Linked DNA regions of Mus musculus: all the other regions are linked to region 2. The links are chromatin contacts, called in public HiChIP or PLAC-seq maps. All regions are on one chromosome and are shown on one strand. The core of a region is the stretch at or near the end of the contact, and the rest is flanking DNA. Distances in the headings are between cores, read along the strand shown.

Region 1 (4,225 bases), core at 1,690-4,189, 460 kb before region 2:
GTGTTTTGTTTTTTTAAAGTTCTAACCAAAGATTTCCTGCAGCTTAGGCAACCTCTAGTTCATCGCACCAGTATGCAGCCTGAGTGCCTGCGCACGGGCACTGCTCTGGGGCCTACACTGCCAAAAACCCAGGGTCCTGGACCACAGAAGCTGCAGGCCAAGGAGGAAGAAAGAGTCCGTGTAAAGTCATTCAGAAAATCAGCACACATGTGCAGTGGAGGCCGAGGGCGGGTTATGCGGTCAAAGTCAAACAAGATGACATGCTCAAGAGTTCAGAGCGAAGGGAGCAGCAGCAAGAGAGCAAAGAGGGAGGCAGGCGGACTGGGCAGAGGCCAGAATCCAGAGCCACGTTGAATGTGTGGGGAAGAGAATGCTTAAGAGTGTTCATCTTATAAAGCAGCAGGCAGGAGAGGCTACGGAGTGTGCTGAGCAGAGCACACACTCAGCCTGTGAACCGTAAACAAAGGCATGGGGCCGACTTCAACTGAGGACTGCCATCCTCTGCATGGCTCTCTTCTCAACAGCACTGTGCACAGTGACACAAGGGACAGGCAGAGCAGTCCGAGGAAGAGGAAGTACCACTAGGGGGCAGCACTGGCGAGCAGAGCCCAGGTGAGGCACATCTGAAAGAGGCAGTAAGACAGAAATATGAAATTCAGGAATGAGGGCAGGGCAGGACACCAGCAGTAAGTCAGAGCCACATCGGAAGCCAGGTGAGAAACATGAGCCCTGTAGAGCAAGGAGAGCCCCTCCCTTGGGCTCTTCTCAGGAGGGAGAGCATGAGGAAGAACTCAGCTGTGTTCCTTGTGGTCCAACAGCACCCAGCCATGGGCAGAGAGAAGAAAGAAGCTAGTGAGATTCCCTTTCGTTTTCCTTGTCATTGTAGAAGGTGACTTCTCCATCCCTGTGTGCACAACTCCATCTGAAATTTACTAAACTTTAAGGCAAGTCAGACTCATCCATTCAGATATCTGTCTTTAAAGATTTTCTATTAAGTAAAATTTACTAAGATTAATAATTCAAAAACATTGAGAGCAATTAAAGTTTATAATCATAGACAATGTTGAAGTCAACTCACCTGAATAAACATCATTATTCTACTTAGCAATGGCACGGACCAACTCTGCTAACAGTAATGAAGCAGTAAATGAAAGAATCCTCCATCCCCTTTACACTGAGTTCAGACATGCCCTCCTGATTGTCATCTCCCTTCACCGTGCTGAGAACACTAAGTCTGTGGTGCGAGTTGGCTCTTTTCTAAAGACTAGATGTCACAAAGGCTCTCTGGCTTTCTACCAAGCAACTGGCAGTACCCAAATTCCATCACTCCAGTGAGCAAGCCATCAGGAAGGAACTGCTCAGAGCAGGAGAGAAGGCCACTCTATCCCGACTCAGTAACAGCTGAAAGCACAGCAAAGGGGATCAATGGGTGACCTCAACAAGTAGCCACGTGGCATGCCATTTAAAGCTGCACATGATGTGATGCTGCCATAGTCAGAAATGGACAAAGATAACCACTGAGATTTCTACAGCACAATGTCTTAAAAAACCTCAAGCAAGTGATCCCCCACACCTATGTGTGCATGCAAGTCTCGGGGAAAAAAAAAAAAAGACTCCACTCTGAAATGTGGGAGTCATGTTATTGGAAAACTCACACACGGCATGGGTCACAAATGCCCCTGAACCAACTACTTACTTGTTCTGCCACCCAGACTACTCTGTAACAGCGGGCCACACAAGAACCTCAACATAAACAATGTGAGTGGACACACTTCCTCTCCCTGCAAAGGACAAATGAGTACCGTTCCTCAGAGAGCAGCACACGCCTGGCTCAAGAGAAAAAGAGTTTTCTCTGGCTCTGGTATTCTTACAGCATGTATCCTCAGGAGCTCAGCCTTCCATGCAGCTGCCCAGGGGAGAAGGGCTCCATTAACCCAGTTCCTCTTTATCAATGTCCCACAGACTGAGAACTTTAGATCCCTGTTCAGTAACAATTGGCATCGATGCTCAGACTCTTCACAGGTGGAAGTTGCTAGAAAATCCAGTCTGTGAGCATTGCCCCAGATTCCTTGGACCCTGATGCTCGCTCCGCCCCATATCCTATTCCATCAGGACCACACCTAGTCCCCTCTGCACCACCAAGCACACAACAGAGTATAGTCCATAAAACCACAAAAAGCAATCAGAGGGAAAGGGTTAAAGCCATGACATGTATTAATTTATTCTATGCAATGCATTTGTAATTCTCCCACTTTCAGTCAAGATCACAGTACGGTTTAATAGTCTGGTTCAGGGACCAATTAATCCTTTTATGTTTAAATCAATCACCGAGCCTCTCCAAATGATTCAGCTTCTACATGCTGCCTCCCATCTGATGTCTTTGGGGAGAGAGCACAGTTAACACTGTGTGCCACATTAATCACATTTGCTAATAGAAGAAGAAATGCATTACAGAGTAGTCTCACACAAAACCAGAGTATGCACTAAGCCATGTTAGCATACAATGTCTATGTCTTTGTCTCCTTAATTAAAACAAGCTAACTCAACGTGGGCCAACAGCACACCCTTCCCCTGTCTTCTCATGAGGTATACATGTGTGCAAGCATTCATCCTGGCCTTGAGTAAAATACTTATCCAGGAACAAAACTATTGTCCTGGCTTGATGCTCGTGTTTGTAGACCCGTCTCTCCCATCCCACCCTGACAGGATGAGCTGACATGCAGACAGGGAGAGGAGGAGCGCAGAAAGGCAGAGATTTGATTCAAAGTGGCATGTGTTTGGCACTCTGCCATAAGGCTGTGTCCTTTTACTTGAACAACTCTAAAGTCTATTTAGTGGGGTTAATTCCACATGATATTCATGGGTAGTCTGAAGAGCCTTACCACTGCATGCAAAACAGATGCACACATTTCAGACTATTTTGCCTAGATAAACTTGCCAAGTCCTGCACTGAGCTCAGAACCACAATGCTCTTGTGAACGCCGCGTCTCCCTGTGAGGAGCTACAAAGGAGGCAGCTTTCTGCTTTGCACCTGGATCTCCACCAGAACGAGAGTAGACGACTTCATATTGTGGTGGCTACATCTTGAGTTACCAATGCCTGATTCAGGGTCAGAAATTTCAAAGCTAAAATACTTTGTTTTTAGTGGTCCATGAGTAAGTGGTGCTCTTTTTGTTTTTTAATTTAAGCAAGTAAATTTCTCTGAAGAGTCTATACATGAAAGCCCACAGTGCCCATCAGCTCTGCCCACCAGAGAGAGTGACTGCAAAGCGAATCCAAAGCCGACAAGATGAGCTGTCACAGAGAGGCTACTTCTCTGGACATGTGGAGCATGACAATGGGAGAATCTGGTCAACACTATACTCATGGAAGAGTCCTCATGTCAGGCCCTCCTCACTAATCCGCCCAGATCAAGACTGGATCAAGGAAATAGGTTCCTGTTTCAAAGCTCAATAAAACCAGACACCGCTAACAAGATCAAACAAGTGAACCCAATTTCATGATGGGAACCATGACCTCATCCTAGATATGAAGTCGTCATAACAAACCTCCAGTCACACAGCGTGTGGCTTCCTGGTGACTGACAAAGTGTGTGTGGTTAACATGGGTTTATTCTCTCTTCTTCCTGGTTCTCCCTTTAGAAGACGCTGTCAAATGCTATGTAAGATTTAGACGGACCAAGTGTGGAAGAATCCCTGCACATCATCACTACAAGGCTCCCACGCAAATCTCTAAGGAGTGCAATGCACGACAACGGATAAACCAACAAGCCCCTGTGTGGGTTAACTGAGATATAAGGAGCTCCTGCACGGGGACTCCCTCAGACAGCGAATCCCCAAGAGGGAAACGTACTGCTCTGAGCTCACTGTGAGGCAGTCTTGCAGAGCACAGCACTGCTGGAAGTTGGACTAGACAGTTCAGTAGTAGAAGAGGGATGTGTAGTGTCTGTGCAGCCCTGGGAGCAGTCCCTGACAACTCACCCACAGTGGGTCAGTGAGATGGCTGGGATAAAGACAACACAGCTGCCAAGCCTACCTACGCTGGGACCTATGTGTGGGAGACAACTCTTGCAAGCTGTCCTCTGACCTCCACACATAAGCTGTGCCATGTAAGCAGGTTCACACACAATGAATGAATGAATGAATGAATGAATGAATGAATGAATGATTTTAAACTGCTCAGAGGTCCGTTTGTATACAGGTTTATCTTTTCATAATAGGATATG
Region 2 (4,254 bases), core at 1,681-4,180:
ATAGATGCAAGCAAGGCAGCCAGGGGTGGTGCATGCCCTCAGTCCCAGCACTCAGGCAGATCTGTGGGTTCAAGACCAGCCTGGTCTACAGAGTGAGTTCCAGAATAGCTAGGGAGATACTTATACCTACCCTACCACAGACAGACAGGAAGACACACACACACACACACACACACACACACACACACACACACACACGTGTCAAGTAATTAAAATGGGGCTGTAGGAAAGGTCACTACGTAGACAACATCTGAGCCAAGATTATTAAAAATAAATAAATAAATAAATAACCTGGCTTAGGAGAAAAGTCGTCACCTCAACCAAGACTCACTTGAACCAACATCTGGTCAACATCTGGTCCCCAGGAAGTGCCTGGGGGGTTCGGGTAGAGATGAAGGCTGCAGTGTCCGAACAAAACACGCAGGTCTCTGTTCTCAAAAAACATTATGTTGAGCAAGAGGGTGAGGTAACACACAAGCAAACACACAAACAAGAAATGCTGGGTTAGTAATTACCACAAAGGCAAGTGGCCAGACGATGGGCAGGAGACTGCACTACAGTGAGGCACCGGGCATGGCCCGAATCACTGACTACGGTCAGTTAGATCCAAACTGACCAAAAGTAGTTCAGTCACACAGACAATGTAGATGAACCCTCTTCGCTTGAGCAAAGGATTACACATTTGAGAAGGCCTGTGGTGGAAACCTTGTCTAGACTATCACCCTAGGACAGACTGTGAGACAAAGCAGAAGCAGACTGGCCAGGCTATGGCACCAGACCAGGAACAGATGACAGTGTCTTGCCCCTGAAGGGGCATCAGAAGTAATTCAAGCAAATGAGTGTCTTAGTTAGCATTTGACTGCTGTGAACAGACACCATGACCAAGGCAACTCTTATAAGGACTACATTTAAATGGGCTGGCTTACAGGTTCAGAGGTTCAGTCCGTTATCATCAAGGCAGGAACATGGCAGCATCCAGACAGGCATGATGCAGGCAGAGCTGAGAGTTCTACATCTCCATCTGAAGGCTGCTAGTGGAAGACTGACTCCCAGGCAGCTAGGGTGAGGGTCTTAAGCCCACATCCACAGTGACACACCTACTCCAACAAGGTCACACCTCCTAATAGGGCACTGTAGAGCCAGAGTTTTGGGGCCTGAAGTGACAGGAAGAAATGAACAGCCTAACTGTGTCAACAGTGATGACATACGTCACTTAGTGAGATGCTGAGGACTGGAGAGGTATAAATCTGGCAGAAGAAAGGCAAGAGTTCTGTTCCAGGTGGGTGCAATGGAGACAATTATCAGAATGTGGAAAAGCCAATGGAGACAATTATCAGAATGTGGAAAAGCCAGACAGGATTACAAGGTCAAATCTGGGCAAGAGAGTAAGACACGCCCCCCCCCCCCCCCAGGAGTGACTGTGCAAAAGCGCAACCATTCAAAAGACGGACTGTGATACAGAAAACCAGAGAACTATATTCGTAAGAACAGCAAAACAGGATCAAAGGGTGCACAGGAGCAGGAAAGGCGGAGGGGCAGGTGACCTACAAAATGCAACTCAGTCAAGTGTGGTTTCTAGGCAAATGCTGGGAACTGGTTCCTACTACAGTGGGATGCCAGGTCTCTAGGAACTCTCTACCAGGACAAAAACGGGAAAGGGAGGTTGAGAAATTAAAAATAAAAAAATAAAAAATAAAAATCTACCCAACCAAGTTGTGCCCCAAAAGGGAGCCTGTTGGGTCACCCAGGTGAACAGGCACAGAGAGCCCTTGGCCACTTCCTGGTCTAGCCATCTCTACCTCCTGCCCATCAAGAAGCCTGGGGCTGTGCGGAGCAGGGAACGCGACAGAGGAGGGTGCACAGGTCTGAGGACCCCATTCTGCCTGGCCTACCAGCCAGATCCCGCACGGAAGAGGGGCGGTACAAAGACCTGCAGTGGGACGCCTCCCTTAGCGGCCTTCGATTCACAGGAGGACAGGAGGAGGATCACACAATCGGAGGGAGGAGGACTAGAGGGTTGAGGACTAGAGAGCTGAAGGGAGGACCAATGGATGATCCAGGGACTGAAAGGAAGAGGCTCAGAGGCTCAGAGGGAGGACTGAATGGCTGCATATCAGGAGGACTACAAGGTGGAGGACAGGAGAGAGGAGCATCAGAGGACAGAGGATCAAGGGAGGGAGGAACTGTGAGGATCGAGGAGGAGGGGTTGGAAAAGAACAGAGGGTGAGAGGTAAGAAGTTGGAGGGCAGAGGAGAACAGAGGATGGGGAGGCAGAGAATTCGAGGGAGGAGGAGGAGTGGAGGACGGAGGGAGCTAGGGAGGGGAAAGGAGAAGGGCAGAGGACAACGCAACGGAGGGAGAAGGGCTGAAGGAGGATTTTAGATCAGAGGGAGGAGTGCTCAGGAGGAGGATTAGAAGAACGATGGGGAGAAGGACATAGTATTTGAGGGAGGAAGCAGGATCGGAAGGACGGAGGTCCTGAGAGAAGTCGCTTACCTGCTTGAAGGTGCTGCTGAGGAAGTAAACTAGCGAGAGGCCGAAAACCAGGGCGAGCACCCAGCGCTTGCGCAGGAGCCGGCGCCACAGCAGCGCCGCCAGGTTCAGCATCCCGGTAGGGCGCAGGCGCAGAGACGACCCCACGGCATGACCCCTGCAATCCGCTTCCAGCACTGCTTTACCTTCCCGCAGCCAACGCGCCGGCCACGTGATCCGCCGCACGCCCCGCCCCACCTAGTGACGCCAACGCCAGGCCCCTCCATGCCTCCTCGCCATTGGTTCTGCCGGAGCCTCGGCTCTCCATTGGCTGAATGTGACGGCAGGGGCGGACCTTCTCGGACTAGAGGCAGGCCTCCCTGTGCGAGGGTCCTAGCGCCGATCGCGTTCTCGGTGGCACTGCCGGCCGGAAGTCACGTGGCGCCCTGGCCACGCCAGGGATTGGCTAGGCTGGATTAGCAGAGGCCGTGATTGCTGCAGTGTCTGGCAGGTAAATGAAGGCTATGCTCGGCCGCTGCTACCCTGTGACCCCGCGAGCCTGGCGGCAAAGGCGCTTCGCCGTCCGGTCTGGGGACGCCGCTCGCGCCCAAGCGTCCTGTAGGGGACCGTGCAGCCTCCTAGGGAGGACCAGGGTGTGTGGGACGGAGATGGTCCATTCATTCATTCTGTAGCATCCTGTGGGCTCCAGGAGTCAATACGAGCCTACTTGTACCGCCCGTTTGCCACAGAATCGTGGGCATTTAATTTATGACGTTTTCTCAAAGCTTGTAGGTGGAAACTTGGGGATACCGTGTTTTAGTTTCCCCGAGGATAAGGAGTAGTGGGGCCACCCGGAGTATCAAGCCAGATTGCAAATTCTTGAGACATGTTACCTGATGGATGACAGTTTCTTTCTTTATAAAACGGCCTGGTTGAGAGTGTAGCTAGGTGATAGAGGGCTTGCCTGAATATGACGATGATACCAAGGAGTCTTTTCCTAGCTAATTTAATCTTGCAGAAAAGGCAGGCACCTTAGCCTGTGGCTTCCTAGCTAGCTGCAGCCGAGAAGGCTGTGCAGAATTAATTAATTCCGCACCCATTTGTGTTGGCCTGGGCTAAGAGATGGATCTTTCTCTGTAGGGAAAATATGCCGGGAAACTGAGCCTGTTCATGGAAGCATATTCTTTATTTCTTTAAAGATTTTATTTATGTATGTATTTATTTTTTAATTATATGTTAGAGTGGGTTTGCCCATGGGAGTGCAGGTGCCCTCCGAGGTCAGTAGAGGGAGTCAGATCACTTACAGCTGGAGGTACAGGTAGTTGTGAGCCACCCTTGTGGGTGCTGGGAACTGGACTTAGATCTTCTGCAGGAGCAGTAGCCATATGGAGTCTCTCTCCAAGCCTTGCCCTTCTTTCTTGGCTTTCTATTGGTGCGGGAGGTAGGACGAGGTGTGTGCGGATCTGTCGCTGGGGAAAATCAAGGTGATCTAATCTCTACAGAGACGTTGGCCTTCCATCTCTGCAACTCCAAGGTGGACGGGCAGCCCAGACACAGGACCTCTCAAGGGTCATAGTAAACAAACCCACATGTCAATGACTGGTAAGTGCTGTGGGGAGGTAGCCTGTAACCCTCAGCTGGAAAACCATGCCAGGGAAGGAACAGCAGGTACAAAGGCCCGGAGGCAGGAACTCTTAACTTTAAAGTGTCCAGAGGTACCTGGAGTTCTTATGGCCAGAGATAAGTCACAGAATCAAGGTTGTAAACGGGTAATGATAACGT
Region 3 (4,846 bases), core at 563-3,062, 420 kb before region 2:
GATTCTCACATCTACTTCCTGAGAACTATAAAATAAACAGACACTGCAACAAGACAACATTTATCAACTTACCTATGGACTGCGCCAAATAATACTTAAAGATCTCAATTCTTGATATCTGATTTCTAAGAGATTGACTTAACAAAGAACTGAGTAACCAAATAGCATAATGCCACATTAATTCTGAAATACAGCATCATACCCATAAAAATCCAATTACACACAGTATCACTGACTGATCACCATTCTGCCGCCATTGATTGCCTTGTAAAATCTATTTGAAGTCATTAATAACTAAATGGACTTATTTATATCAAATCAAACCTACTCGGTACGCCGCTCTCCTGAACTAGTCGTGGATGTAGAACACTTGGTATCACTTAACAAATCTATATCAGAAATGCATTTAGCTTGTCCACTGTCAATTCATCAGTCAAATATGGATCAGAGGATACAATAGTAGAGCTAGAAGACAGATGTAGAAGTGCTGTTTGTTCTGACCTGTCTGCAACGTTCAGGAATAACAACCCTGATAATGCTCAGCAGACAGAAGTATGGCTGTGACATGCCATCTCACCAGGCTAACATCTTCCTTAGGAACCTCTAACAGCATGGGTCCTCTGTCAGTTGCAGGATAACCAGAATTTTAATGAAGGTTTCTGCTCAGCGATGTGGCAGCTGAGACATGACCCACGTTAGCATTTCAATGGATCACAGGACTTGTGTAAAGCCAGTAAATTTTCAACTAAAGGAGGTCAGAGAATTAGACTTCTGGATACACTGAGCAAGACCTTCAGAAGACAGCTGTGCAAAAAGCAGCCCACATCCCTGTGATCACTCACACTGCAAGAGAAATCGTCAAGTGTCGAATCACACTGTCTTCCAAACGCAGCGCGTCCCCACTCACCTATCTTTTCAAGCATGATAGAATGAGCATTACCATTGTATCTTTTGCTGTTAATGCAAAACTGCTCTGGAAGGGCAGCCCCCACCTGGCAGAGACCTCTGGCTCCCGGGAGGGCAGTCTGCACCTCATGGTTGACTCCAGACTTCCCTTATGAGCACACACCACTTAAACATCCTAAGTTAGGCTGATGTTTATTAAACAACTACATGTTCAGGAATTACCAGGGATCAGCATGAGATATACATTAAAGGGGGGGTGGGATGTTTTTGCACAGATTATCACAGTATAGCCCAGGCTAGCCTCAAACTCATGATAATCCTTCAGCTTCCAGATTTCAGAATTACAGGTATGTACAGTATTCAATGTTAATGAAAAGCATGCATGTAGTTGGTACACAGGATGCACACATATATGATATACACACATACAGCACACACGTATATGATACACACATCTGACTCAGTTCGGGCAGTTTTACTTCAATCTATCAATGCTTAAGATAAACTTTCCTCTATGATGGCTGTGTTAGTCAAGAAGACTTAACCCCTGGGTTTCAATGTTGCTCTCAATTAAACAATAAAAATCAAAACCATTTCTTTCCTTCTCTTCAGAGGAGACCTGCTTTGAAACATAAACACACTCAGGCTCGGTGCTGACAGGATAGGTCCTGACTTGTCTTTTACACTGAAGCTAAAACAGTGGCTGTCAGAGCTATCACTATGAGTGACCCCTACTCTGTAACTGTCTGAACCGCAGCTGTCTTCTTGGCAACCCCCCCCCCCCCCCAGCTCAGCCAGCATTGCTGTTCTTGCTGCAATAATATTGTGGAGCAGTTTACAGGAGGCTTAGCCCTGGTGGAGTGCACTGTCTGGCATGACCACCAGAACACTGAAACACGATTCATTAGCCACGCCTGAGGAGATAACAATGCTGCGGCTGCTTGCTGCCTTTCAGTTCGCACATCAGCCTGAGAATAATGCTCTCTCGTTACTCAACAAGCACATTTACAGACAGGAAAAACTGTAATCACCTTTGATTAAGAGACAGATTTCGCCTATATGAGCCGCCAGCCATGGTGACATAGTAATTAGTTTGTAAATGACAGGTTAAAACAGCAAATGTAGCAAAAATAACATGGAAGAGGGAAGGGAGGAGAGAACGGAGAGGGAAGAAGGAAAGAGAAAGAGCAGACAGAAGGCTCAGAGACCGCGCCTGCTCTGCGTGCCCTGCCTCCCTGAAGGGTGGCACAGTGGCGGTCCACGGTACAGTGAGAGCCGCCTGAGGCAGACACACACACACGCCACACACACACGCCACACACACACGCCACACACACACGCGGGCGCGCACTCCTCTCATCTCAGGCAAACAGTGGACAGACACTCTTTGGTCGTGCTTTAGCTAAGGACTACTCACTGGCCTTGCTTTTCTGCTCCTCTCACCAAAACTCTGTGGCTGACGGTTACAGCAGCATCCCTCCGTCCCCTCCATCTTCCTTTACCACACTTCTACTGCACCTCTCTCACCTGGCAAACAGTTTGTCTTCATTTACATAAACATTGTTCCAAGCTTTTTTTCCTAATGTGGATTTTAAAAATACTCCTTTGAAGAAACCCCAGACTGCAGAACAATTATATCCACTCATCACTTGGCCCAGCGTGCAATCAGAAGCACTGGTCCCCGCTGTGAGGACAGAGGCCTTGAGAGCAAGCACAGCCATCCTGCTACTTCCAGAAGTGGACAGTCCTTCCACACCCAGGGGCTGCACCCTTTGTGGGAGCAAGCAGTGTGCTGCCTGCCAGCCAGAGTTTGTGCAGACGTTGGTACATAACAGGAAACCAGGTGCTAGATGTGGAGTGAGTGCAGGCAAATTAGCAGAAGGGACAGTTTGAAGCTAATATTGTATATAATTAGCGTTTTAAAAAACAATTACTTTTTAGGCTTTCCATAGCATTACTGTACTTTACATTACAAATGTGCTACAAAGCGAAAAGGAATTCACACACATGAACAGTGAAAATACGATGCCACTATATGTATGCGTACACATGTACACACACACACACACACACACACACACAATTTTTGGTTTAAATGTACTCTAACAACCTAAATACTGCTATTGGGCTTCCAATCTTTCAAACTTGCAATTGGCTACAATCAATTCTGCTAAATCTCTTAGCAAAATCAAATTACTCTTTACCTTCAAGGAGAGGAATGTGTAACTTCTCCATGGAGTTAGTTTATTTTCTATTATCTGAACAAAATACTTTAGGTTCAATACAACGCACATCTATTGGTCCACCTTACAATGCTGCATTTGTCAGGACTCCGTAGAGAGAAACTCACCAAAAAACTTCTGGTAGTGTGCTGCAGTTTCTTGCCACTTCTGCAGACTCCAGCCAATTGGCAGAGTGATGTCAGCTGAGACAAACGCACATGCTGAGGCAAGACCCAAGGCAGGGATAAATAGGACTCGACTCAATAGACAGTGATGAAAAAGCAGCTTAGCGCACTTATACAGGTAGGTAGCTAGCTAGCTGTGCAACGCCTGTGGGTCTCACATCTTTGCTGATCTTCGTTTCTCTGAGGCATCACTGAGAACTCATGGTCCCTCCTGCTGACTAGCACTGAGGCTGAGGCCTGCCTGTCTCTGCTCGGCAGTGCCACTGCCTGCTATCTCGACTACGGAACTGGACTGTTGGTGCATCTGTGAAGTGTTTGGGAGTGGATCCAGCTGCTGCCGCTGCTGACCTGCAAACTTAACTGCAAATTTCCAGACAACACAGATGGGAGTGGCTCCAAAAAACCTTTCTTAACAGGTCCACTTACCCTGTATCCTTTCTTTTCCACTACTTCTAGTGGGTGGTCGGCTACAAGGGAGATTAAAGTGTTTAAGAACCATCATTAAAAATATGTTTTGGAAAAAAATTAAAGTTGCACAGCCTTAACAAGGCACCCACAGATGATGCACTGGAGAAAGCATGGGAGTAGCCAGGCCCAGAAAAGCAGAAAGCTAGGAAGGAGCTGCTGGCTCCAGCGGTGCTCTCCAAGGTCTTTCCAGCTCTGGCCCCACTGACCTGTCAAGGTGCACTGTGGTGTCAGCCTCTAGGACAGAAATTCAGGACTAGTCCTCAACAGTCTCATACAACCCGGAACACAAACCAGTACTGCAGTTCAATTGGCATTTGGAGGGCTAGCTTTGAATCTATGCATCATTTAAAAGCTTCTTCATGAAGAAAAAAAATGTATTTGCCAACTATTTAGCTTATATTACCTTGCTAATCACATGATGAAATTTTCTGTCAACTGATGTATGATACTAATTCTTCACTCCACGATTTAAAAGCTAGCTACGTTATTAGACAGCACACCAATCAAGAAGTACTTCATTAGTGCTATTTAATCTGAACCAATCAGCAAACTTTTTGAATTTCCTATAATATTAGGGAACAGGTCAGGTTGCTGAATAATTCATTTATTTTGCATACAATTTTCTGCATATTACATACGAAAATTTTTAAACTTTAATCAACTGTGCTTCAAAAAGAACAGAAACACAGAAGAATCCCTCTTGCAACCACAGTGCTGCCACGATGACTGGACTGAACATCAGCCACAGAAGAAGCACAGCTGTGAGCACTCTGAGCTCGTAAGTACTCGCCCACAGTAAACCACGCTCACAGTAAACCACGCCTTGTCCACAGCTCGCTTGCTCAATCACTTGGAAGCTTACTTACCCTGGGGGATGGCAGAAAGCACTACTGCTGCTGGCAGGCCATCCTAAGTGTACCTGCCCCTGGGGCCACATTTGACTTCTACTTCTACTGCACTACACCAGCCTTCTGCCTCCAGCTTCACATCCTCTGCCAGCCATGCTTGCCTAACCTGGGCCCCTTGAACCCAGGTGAAGCCCTTTCACCTTCCCTCCCTTTGATC

What was found. HiChIP or PLAC-seq counts read pairs in DNA pulled down with a chosen protein or histone mark.
Region 1: a contact with region 2 is called in an H3K4me3 HiChIP or PLAC-seq map of embryonic forebrain, with 5 times the contacts expected there. The contact joins the enhancer-like site here to the promoter of Rnft2 in region 2. A contact is called at or near these places in 10 of 39 promoter capture datasets (the C10 cell line, cranial neural crest, embryonic stem cells and 6 more), 1 of 15 datasets of contacts at CTCF or cohesin (the NIH/3T3 cell line), 2 of 484 Hi-C or Micro-C datasets (bone marrow-derived macrophages and memory CD8 T cells), 25 of 115 datasets of contacts at active chromatin or transcription factors (the 230-238 cell line, the NIH/3T3 cell line, bone marrow-derived macrophages and 17 more) and 4 of 9 other capture datasets (adipose tissue, embryonic stem cells, liver and 1 more).
Region 3: a contact with region 2 is called in an H3K4me3 HiChIP or PLAC-seq map of embryonic forebrain, with 5 times the contacts expected there. The contact joins the enhancer-like site here to the promoter of Rnft2 in region 2. A contact is called at or near these places in 9 of 39 promoter capture datasets (the C10 cell line, the HPC-7 cell line, cranial neural crest and 6 more), 1 of 15 datasets of contacts at CTCF or cohesin (the NIH/3T3 cell line), 2 of 484 Hi-C or Micro-C datasets (the AML12 cell line and bone marrow-derived macrophages), 16 of 115 datasets of contacts at active chromatin or transcription factors (the 230-238 cell line, VIP interneurons, embryonic basal ganglia and 10 more) and 3 of 9 other capture datasets (adipose tissue, embryonic stem cells and macrophages).

Annotation. Positions count from the first base shown.
Region 1 is chr5:118,704,780-118,709,004 of GRCm38.p6, reverse strand. All of the region lies in intron 4 of Med13l (mediator complex subunit 13-like), which reads right to left. Among named protein-coding and RNA genes, the nearest start is that of Gm42015, 140 kb to the left of the region's middle. Within about 2 kb of position 2,939, at least 22 of the 459 cell types and tissues checked have an H3K27ac peak or open chromatin away from gene starts, as enhancers often do. A contact at or near this core is called in embryonic basal ganglia and embryonic forebrain, where this site is marked.
Region 2 is chr5:118,243,701-118,247,954 of GRCm38.p6, reverse strand. It overlaps Rnft2 (ring finger protein, transmembrane 2), which reads left to right and starts at 2,930. Exons shown (of 11, transcript NM_001109902.1): 1 at 2,930-2,983. It overlaps Spring1 (SREBF pathway regulator in golgi 1), which reads right to left and starts at 2,728. Exons shown (of 5, transcript NM_001081236.1): 1 at 2,497-2,728. The coding sequence starts at 2,607.
Region 3 is chr5:118,663,982-118,668,827 of GRCm38.p6, reverse strand. All of the region lies in intron 2 of Med13l (mediator complex subunit 13-like), which reads right to left. Among named protein-coding and RNA genes, the nearest start is that of Med13l, 110 kb to the right of the region's middle. Within about 2 kb of position 1,812, at least 54 of the 459 cell types and tissues checked have an H3K27ac peak or open chromatin away from gene starts, as enhancers often do. A contact at or near this core is called in embryonic basal ganglia and embryonic forebrain, where this site is marked.